Linked DNA regions of Mus musculus: regions 1 and 3 are each linked to region 2. Evidence: chromatin contacts called from public HiChIP or PLAC-seq and promoter capture Hi-C data. All regions are on one chromosome and are shown on one strand. Each heading gives the region's core, a stretch centred on a gene start, on an enhancer-like site or on the middle of the called end of the contact. The rest is flanking DNA. Distances are from core to core; before and after follow the strand shown.

Region 1 (2,700 bases), core at 191-2,690, 210 kb before region 2:
TGACCAAACCACCTCAGAGTATAGTCTTAGCTGGGCCATCATTGTTCCGCCATACAGACAGCAAAGGGGCAAAAACCTTTATAGCCCAGAAAGTGCCAAGTCCATCCTCCGTTCCAAACGCAGGTCTGCCTCATAGTTTCTGAAGGACAGCCTGGAGTGGGTAGTCATGAGGACCACCATATGGACCACAGGTACCCAGTCCCCATCACCCATAGGGTGGCTCATTTCCACCTGTTATCACCAGCTGCAGAGAATGCAGCACCCTCTTCTGCCCTCTGTGGGCCCCAGACAAGGTGCACTTACATATATCCAGGCCAACGCTCATACACACAAATCAAAAGGAGCAATAGCTTCCCGCCCTCAAGTCCAGTCCTCAGAGTAGGACCTTAGCTCCTTTGAGGTAAAATATTTCAAGTTGAAAAGCATCAGAAATCCAAGTGGTAAGGAAACTACAACCATTTTACAGTTATATGGCAACTGATGAATCTAGGGGACCCCAGCCTCCACCACCCAGGCCCACTGTGTACCTGTGGTGAGCACCTGCTCCAGGTGCAGCACTGCGTGGATGAGAGCCTCCGTGCCCACTGCCCGGCCTGCAGCCCGCTGTAAGGCAGCCAGGGCAGCCCCTGCCAGGATGCTGCTGGTGCCTGCAGAACACAGAGGAGGGCACCAGTCATGAGACACTTCTGTCTGATCCAACCAGTCCCACCCACTCTCGGTGCTGCACGCAGGCCAGGGAGCAGGACCACAGGGTATCAACAGGGAACCAAGGCTTACCAAGACCAGAGCCGTGCGGCAGCTCTGACCACGTGTGCAGCTCAAAGCCACCATTAAAGGAGTGTAACAACTGTTCAAGCAGAGGGAGCTCTGAGTGGAGATGCACAATGCCAGCACAGATAAAGGCTGCCTTCAGCAAGGCCCCTGAGGAATGAGCACAAAGGGAGGAATTCTACTCCTAGGCCCATCTCAGCCTATCACTTAACATCCAACCCCGCAATTCCCCAACCCAAGATGGAGTTCCTCTGGTAGGACAGTGCAGGCCACATCCTCAAGCCATAAAAGGGCATCTAGGCTCTCTACCACAGGCAAATGTGTTCTGCGACAGCTGGTGCCTAAGAAGGGTAACTGTCAGCCTTTTCTAGTCTTTCAGAGCTCCTCAGACATACTGGCGAGCCCTAGCTCCCCAATAGTCTACAGTCCTCTGTGGATGGATATCCAAGGTCTGCCCCCATCCCAGCTGGCTCTGGCTGCCATCCCTCCTGGATGATGTTCTAATTGTCCTGACCTGGGGCATGAGGCTGGCAGTAATCCCGCAGGTCATCCAGGCTCCGGCACACTATCCTCATGGTCATCTCATCCTGCCGAGGTCCCACTGCCAGCCAGAGCTCAGGCTCCGGGATGCGGCGTGCTTTGGCCCCGATGGGCCGGCGGCCATCCACCCGCACAGCCAGGCCCAACACTGCTCCACCAAGCTCATAGGCAATGGGCGGTGTGTCACTCCAGCCCCCTAGTGCAGTTCAACAAAGTGGTCACAGAGCCTGCCAGCCTGACTCTGAGGAGGATACCCATACCTAGCCCGAGGAACTCACCAGAGAAATCCACACGGGCTGGGCACTCAGTCACCACCCACTGCCCGGGTGCGGGCAGCTCCACGGGCTGGGTGGAGACGAAGTGCCGGGCTGTCATCACAGCCTGGCGGATCAGGATCTGCTCGGCCCCCTCGTAATGGCGGGCAGCTCGAACCAGCAAGGCAGGCCTGACAGGAGGGAAGATAGTCTCATGGAGCCCCGAGCTGGGAATAGACTTGCCATGGTCAATCTGAACGTCCTCTCTGAGCATCCACTATCAGGAGATCCTTTCACAGATGGCTCCTTGACAGATTCTAGTTTGATTCACACCCACCTGGTCAGCCACTTCTCTCTCTCCTGGGCAAGCGCCTCCACACCCCTCATCAGGTCTCCACACTCCAAGTATGAGAAAGGCTGAATCCACTCAGGGTTGGCAGCTGGCCCACTGCGCAAGCCTCCTCGGCCCTCTGCCATGCAGCCCAGCACATCGGCCACACAAGCCAGAGCCCGGGCTGCCACGCCAGGATCTTCTGCCCCAGCTGCAACTGAGGGGCCAGGAGTTAGGGGTTCCAGAAGAGAAGGCTCTGGCCTCTAATACTCTACCCGAGGCTCAATCGTCCCCAGATACTCCGGGCTCCTCACTGCTACAAACTTTCGTCAAGGTGTGCCCCTGCCTGTGAATGCACCCTAGCAAAGGTTTTATTCTGCTAGCTCCAATGCAAACGCATCTCCCACTGCTACCTGAGGCATTATTCAGGCTTGAGTCAGTGAGAAACCTCAGGGCAAACTCACTTGCTGCCAAACCTGACAACCTGAATTCAATCTCTGACACTCATATGGGGAAAGAAGAGAACAAGCTGTCTTCTAATCCTACACATACACATACACGTATACACACACACACATACACACACACACAATGGATTTGGTTCGGTTTGGTTTGGTTTTTCAAGAAAGGGGGGTTCTTAAGTGTAGCCCTGGCTGTCTTGGAACTTGCTCTGTAGACCAGGCTAGCCTCAAACTCAAGAGAGATCTGCCTGCCTCTCTGCCTCCAGAGTTCTGGGATTAAAGGCATGCACCACCACTGCCTGGCTTAAATAAATACTTTTTAAAAAAGAGTTGAGGGATCAAA
Region 2 (2,700 bases), core at 171-2,670:
CAACTGAATGTGTGGTGAAGCAAGCCACTTGGGAGGTGGAGGCAGGAGGACCAGGAGCTAAGTCATCCTCTGTACCTATTTGAATCCAGCCTAGACTGAGACTTTGCCTATAAAAACATACACATAAATAAATAAATAAATAAATAAAACAAATAGACTTTTTTTTGGTTGTTTTTGTTTTGTTTTTTTGAGACAGGGTTTCTCTGTGTGGCCCTGGCTGTCCTGGAACTCACTCTGTAGAATAGGCTGGCCTCGAACTCAGAAATCCATCTTCCTTTGCCTTTCAAGTGCTGGGTTTAATGGCGTGTGCCACCACTGCCCAGCTACAAATAAACTTAAATAAAACAAATAAACTAAAAAAAAAAAAAAAAAAAAGGAACCGGGTAGAGTTGAGTCTTACTGTCAGTTCTCATCTGGGCAGTCTTGGAGAAATTCATGGCTAGTGAGTTGGGTATAAACTAAGCAAGCTGGGGAATGAATGACATCATGAAAAGGAGATTCTTGAAGCCTTCTTGTTCCTAGTCAGAGCGCTCAAGACAGCACCAAGGTACACAGCCTAGCAATAATGTTCAAGACTAGCTCATAAGACAAGATAGGCTAAACTAAAGCACACCATTTCGCTTGCTGCTTGTGCGAAGGATGATTGGATGGTGTGCGCCAGGCGCGGGGTGAAGGTGTTGAGAAGCTGCACCTGAGTAAGGTTAGGTCCTCAAGATATCTGAGGGCCACGTCTACACCAGTGTAGAGACACATATATTTAATCTAGTAACGAGTGCTGTGAAAGAAACTAGGGGATGTGGCTGAGAGTTGGGGGCGGGGGTGGGGGGATGGAAGGCAGAAGATGTTTCTGAGGCTCCAGTGAACAATGCTTTCCCTCTGGGCAGCCGCAAGGAGTAAGATGGGAAATAAGGTCAGCTGATTCGGCCTCCAAGGTGCGGCCAGGCCCACAGTACAACTTCTGCCCAAGCCAAGCACTGAAAGGCCTTAAGCGACGTGCAGGGACGGACAACGGTGACCACGGGCAGAGAGATGTGGTTCTGGGCTGCGGACCCCTCGCGCAGGATCGGAGCTCAGGCCTGGCGGCAGACGATCACCCGAACTGCCCACACACCGAGGCCGGCGGGAGACCCGGAGCGGGGACGGAGGACGTTGGCAGGTCCCCGCACACTCGTCGTCAACCAGGCGGAGGCGGAGGCGGAGGCGGAGGTGGCGCGGGAGGGGCGGGGCCTGGCGAGACCCAAACAAGCGCACGTGCGGGCCGGTCCGCCGCGGTGACGTCACGGCGCGTCGGCGCGCGCGCCCGCCTTACCCTTGCCGCGGGCCGTAAAGCGCGGAAGGTCGCAGGCCCCCCGCGGTCCCGGAACTCTGCGCTCCGCGTCCCGCCCCGTCCCCATGCCCTGGCCCCCTTTCCGGCCGGCGCAGACCCTCTTCAGCGGCTGGGCTGCCCTTCACTTCCGCCGGGCGTTGCTGAGCGCGCTGCCCGCGAGTCGCGGGCCCGTGAGGTAGGAAGCCGGCTAGGACCCGCGGGTCCGGGCGGCCTTCTGGTCCCGCGAACTCTTGCGCCCCGCACGCCCCTGGCGTCCGAGCTTTGGGCTCCGGCTCCCGGCCGTCCCTCCGGGTCTCTGAGGCGGTGCCACCGGTCGGGCGCCGGGATTGAGCCAGTGGAGCTGCGCGGGCCTCGGGGAGCCGCGCCCGCCGTCCCGGGACTGCGCGCCGGCTCTCCCAGGGCGGCGGACCGGGCCTCGGGGCGGGCTGCGGCTCGGGCGGGCGCGCGCGCACTGCTGTCACGGCCAGAGGTGGCCCCGCGTCTCTGCAGGTGGAATGGTTTCCCACCTTGTAATGTGCGGCTCGGCTGTGCTTCACCGACTCCTGTCAGAGACCTAGTCAGGGCCGTGGGGTTTCCAGTGGGTGACTTGGGGTGACAGTTGTGTGTGATCCCGAGGTGCGAGTCCACGGTCTCCAAGCCTACTTCGAACATTTATGCAATCTTGATTTGTAGGGATGATGATGTGGTAGAGGGTCTAGTTATAAAGACGTCCTTTAAGGATCCTCTTTTTTTTTTTTTTTTTTTTTTTTTTGGTTTTTCGAGACAGGGTTTCTCTGTATAGCCCTGGCTGTCCTGGAACTCACTGTGTAGACCAAGCTGGCCTCGAACTCAGAAATCCACCTGCCTCTGCCTCCCAAGTGCTGGGATTAAAGGCGTGCGCCACCACGTCCGGCCCAAGGGTCCTCTTTTTGGCGTCAGGGACGTGTATAATTTTTCTTAAATTCTCTCAGCCAACGGTGCATTTGTTGAAAATTACAGCATCCTGAACTTGCATGATCAAACTGTTCAGAGGGTCATTCTGTTGCTTGTAAACTTGCCCTGGTGATTCCTCCGAGTTATGTGTGGGAGATGCGTCAATGTACATTCAGCCTTCATTCTTTGTGACCTGTGGCTCATGCTGTTACCAGAGGAAGCATTCAGGAGTTGTTAGAACTGTCCCTGTGACTGCCTTTTAAAGACAGAGTCTTGCTCTGTGGCCCCAGCTCACCTGGAACCTGGGCATTTCTCCTGTTTCAGTATCCAGTGTGGTGGGAATTTCAGGTGTGAGCACTGCTCCAGGATTGAGCTTGTTGGTGTAGGATCCGAGCACAATCAGTCTGGGTCTTAAGGCTGTTTAGAAGTTACTCTTACTAGTAGAGATACCGTTAATTTTC
Region 3 (2,700 bases), core at 56-2,555, 240 kb after region 2:
TCACATAAAACAAATTAAATAAATCTAAATCTTACCAAAAAAAAAAAAAAAAAAGTGAAAAAGCAGCCAAACTGAAATCAAGCATGTGAGTAATTAGTTTTCCTTGTCCCCAGGATTCCTGGGCAGGAGGCACAGGCATTAATGTCAGAGTACTCTTTAATGGCTGAGCCATCTCTCTAGCCTGTCAGGACGCTCTTAGAGAAAAATCAATGGATCTCGGGGCCCAGCCATTCCCAGATGGTGAGCCCAAGTCGTCAAGGCTCTTTCTTGGATGTCTGAGAGCAAAGGAGAAAAATCTGGAAGCACTACTAAATATATTAATTACTCATATCCTCCCCCCCCCCCCCAGCCTGGACTATACAGTGAGTTCCAGGCCAGCCAGAGCTACACAGTGAGATCCTGTTTCGATAAACAAATAAATAAATAGTCTAAAAAAAATCAGATGCCCTTTAAAAAAAAAACTTTACGTTAGATTATTCGTGAAATGGGCCCCAGAAAAGGAAGAGGGCGTTCATAGTTAAGAACTGGAATCCCGCTGAGTAATGGTGGAGCATACATGCCCTTAGTCTCAGCACTTGGCAATCAAGAGGCAGGCAGATCTCTGAGATCATGTCCGGCCTGGTCTACGGAACAAGTTCCAAGTTCCAGTGCAGCCTGAGCCACCCAGAGAAACCCTGTCCTGAGTCCCCGCTTCCCCCACCCCTACCCCAAACCCCCGTAATCGTCTGTGCTGGAAATTAATTGTCCTACTGACTACCCATCTACTCTACGACTTGGGCACCTCGGGGCGGGTCCCCAGTCCCCACCTTTTGCCTTTCCTCGAATGCCATTCCTCGATCTCCATCCTCCTTGGGCAAAAAAAGGTCAGCAGAGATCTCAGCAGAATAACAGCCCAATTTAGTTAGGGAATCGAAACCAACTCACCCTAAGTTCCAGGAAGTCCAATCTGTGATTCTGGGATTCTCCTGCTTCCTCCTGCCGCGCTACAGCTCACTGGATTCTACGTGATCTCCGAGGGGCGCTCGTCCGGTCTATCCTGCGCTCAGTTCCTGTAGGATCATCAGTCTCCCGCCGCTCCCGGACCGCGGTCTTCTGCCTCGTTGACAATGCACGCCAGGTCGGAGCAGGTCCCCGGTGTCCTGAGTCCCCTCCCTTGGTGCAACCTTAAAGCTCTCGCCTCTCGGAGGAACTCCGCACCAGCCGCGGTTCCCGCCTAAAGTCAAATTTGGGCCAACGCAGCAATGCTCCAGCAGAGTCCTCAAAACCAACCTGTCCGACAGCTATTTCTGTCCAGAGTTCTGCTCCGGAAGCCGCGGCCAGTTTGACACGCCTTCCCCCGGCTTTCTACTCCTACTGGAGATATGCCAGCTTCCCACACCCGCTCTCTGGACAGCTCCCAGTTGAAGCCCCTAGTTGGCTGATTCTTTCCCCAAATCCATTAAATAGTTACTCTTCCCAGGTTCTCTGTTTGAGGTCTTGAATTTGGGGGTTGAGAAAATAAGGTTGCAGAGAGCCCTGATAGCCAGTGTAAGGGATAGCCTGGAACTTCAGCATAATTAAAAAAAAAAAAAAAGAAAGAAAAAGAAAAAGAAAACGAAAGTGAGGCGGATGTCCTGAGTCATTTTCCTCTCTCGAGGCAAAAGGCCTTGTCCTCTGACTTCAACGTGTGCACTGGCCCTGGCACGCAAACGCATGCATACCACACCGGTAAATACATAAAAATGGAGGTAACCCGTAGAAGTGCTGAGGCGGTTCCTTTAGCTGCTTTGTGTTGAATAATCCTGGGGCAGGGGATGGAGAGTAATGGAGGAAGTTTAAGGGAGTGTGAAGTTACCCAAGTAGGGGTCAGTTCCTTTTTTTCCCCTTCTAAGGTCATCTCCAAACTTTGTTATTTTTCAAGATGAGTTTATTATTTGTCAGTTATACCCCCAGTTAGCTAGTATAAGAAATAACCTTTCATTAGCTAGTTGGTGGTGGCACAGACCTTGAGTCCCAGCACTCAGGATCTCTGTGAGTTCGAGGCCAACCTAGTTTACAAATCCAGTTCCAAGAGCGCTAAAGCTCTACACACACACACACACACACACACACACACACACACACTCAGATATATGTTGAGATATATATCTCAAAAATAAAACTAAAACAAAATTTAAAAAGAGGAAGGAAAGAAAGAAGAAAATGCCGTTGGCTGACTCATGCTATATAGCTGGGAAAGAATAGAAATAAATTGTATGGGGAGACATTTTACTTTGAGGCAACATAGTTCAGGGATGTCTGGGGGGCTTAGTTTACCTGTTTTCTCACTTCTTTTCTTTATTAAAGATTTATTTATTTTATATTATGTGAGTACACTGTCATTGTCTTCAGACATACCAGAAGAGGGCATCAGAACCCATTACAGATGGTTGTGAGCCACCATGTGGTTGCTGGGACTTGAACTCATAACCTGTGGAAGAGCAGTCAGTGCTCTTAACCACTGAGCCATTGCACCTGCTCCATTTTCTCTCTCTCTCTTTTTTTTTTTTTTTTGCCCTTTCTCCCCACAGACATTCCCCACAAGATCTCATGTAGCCCAGGCTGGCATGGAATTCACTGTGTAGCCAAGAGTGTTCTTAGACTGTTGGTCCTCCAGCCTCCCCTCCTTCATCCTGGGATAACAGAAGTGCACCACCACACTTCTTTTCTGTGGTGCTGTGG

What was found. Promoter capture Hi-C pulls out the DNA fragments that hold promoters and counts their contacts. HiChIP or PLAC-seq counts read pairs in DNA pulled down with a chosen protein or histone mark.
Region 1: a contact with region 2 is called in a promoter capture Hi-C map of stem cell-derived epiblast-like cells, with 4 times the contacts expected there. The contact joins the enhancer-like site here to the promoter of Pdpr in region 2. A contact is called at or near these places in 12 of 39 promoter capture datasets (the 3T3-L1 cell line, 3T3-L1-derived adipocytes, the HPC-7 cell line and 8 more), 2 of 15 datasets of contacts at CTCF or cohesin (large pre-B cells and pro-B cells), 5 of 484 Hi-C or Micro-C datasets (B cells, embryonic stem cells and nephron progenitors), 5 of 115 datasets of contacts at active chromatin or transcription factors (the 230-238 cell line, bone marrow-derived macrophages, double positive thymocytes and 1 more) and 5 of 9 other capture datasets (adipose tissue, embryonic stem cells, liver and 2 more).
Region 3: a contact with region 2 is called in an H3K4me3 HiChIP or PLAC-seq map of bone marrow-derived macrophages, with 3 times the contacts expected there. The contact joins the promoter of Mlkl here to the promoter of Pdpr in region 2. A contact is called at or near these places in 1 of 39 promoter capture datasets (liver), 2 of 115 datasets of contacts at active chromatin or transcription factors (bone marrow-derived macrophages and memory CD8 T cells) and 2 of 9 other capture datasets (adipose tissue and macrophages).

Annotation. Positions count from the first base shown.
Region 1 is chr8:110,885,766-110,888,465 of GRCm38.p6, forward strand. Fcsk (fucose kinase) reads right to left here. Exons shown (of 24, transcript NM_172283.3): 16 at 1,903-2,113; 17 at 1,590-1,756; 18 at 1,286-1,507; 19 at 778-921; 20 at 528-647. Among named protein-coding and RNA genes, the nearest start is that of Fcsk, 15 kb to the right of the region's middle. Within about 2 kb of position 1,441, at least 18 of the 459 cell types and tissues checked have an H3K27ac peak or open chromatin away from gene starts, as enhancers often do. A contact at or near this core is called in stem cell-derived epiblast-like cells, where this site is marked.
Region 2 is chr8:111,093,325-111,096,024 of GRCm38.p6, forward strand. It overlaps Pdpr (pyruvate dehydrogenase phosphatase regulatory subunit), which reads left to right and starts at 1,421. Exons shown (of 18, transcript NM_198308.1): 1 at 1,421-1,502.
Region 3 is chr8:111,336,900-111,339,599 of GRCm38.p6, forward strand. It overlaps Mlkl (mixed lineage kinase domain-like), which reads right to left and starts at 1,306. Exons shown (of 11, transcript NM_029005.3): 1 at 925-1,306.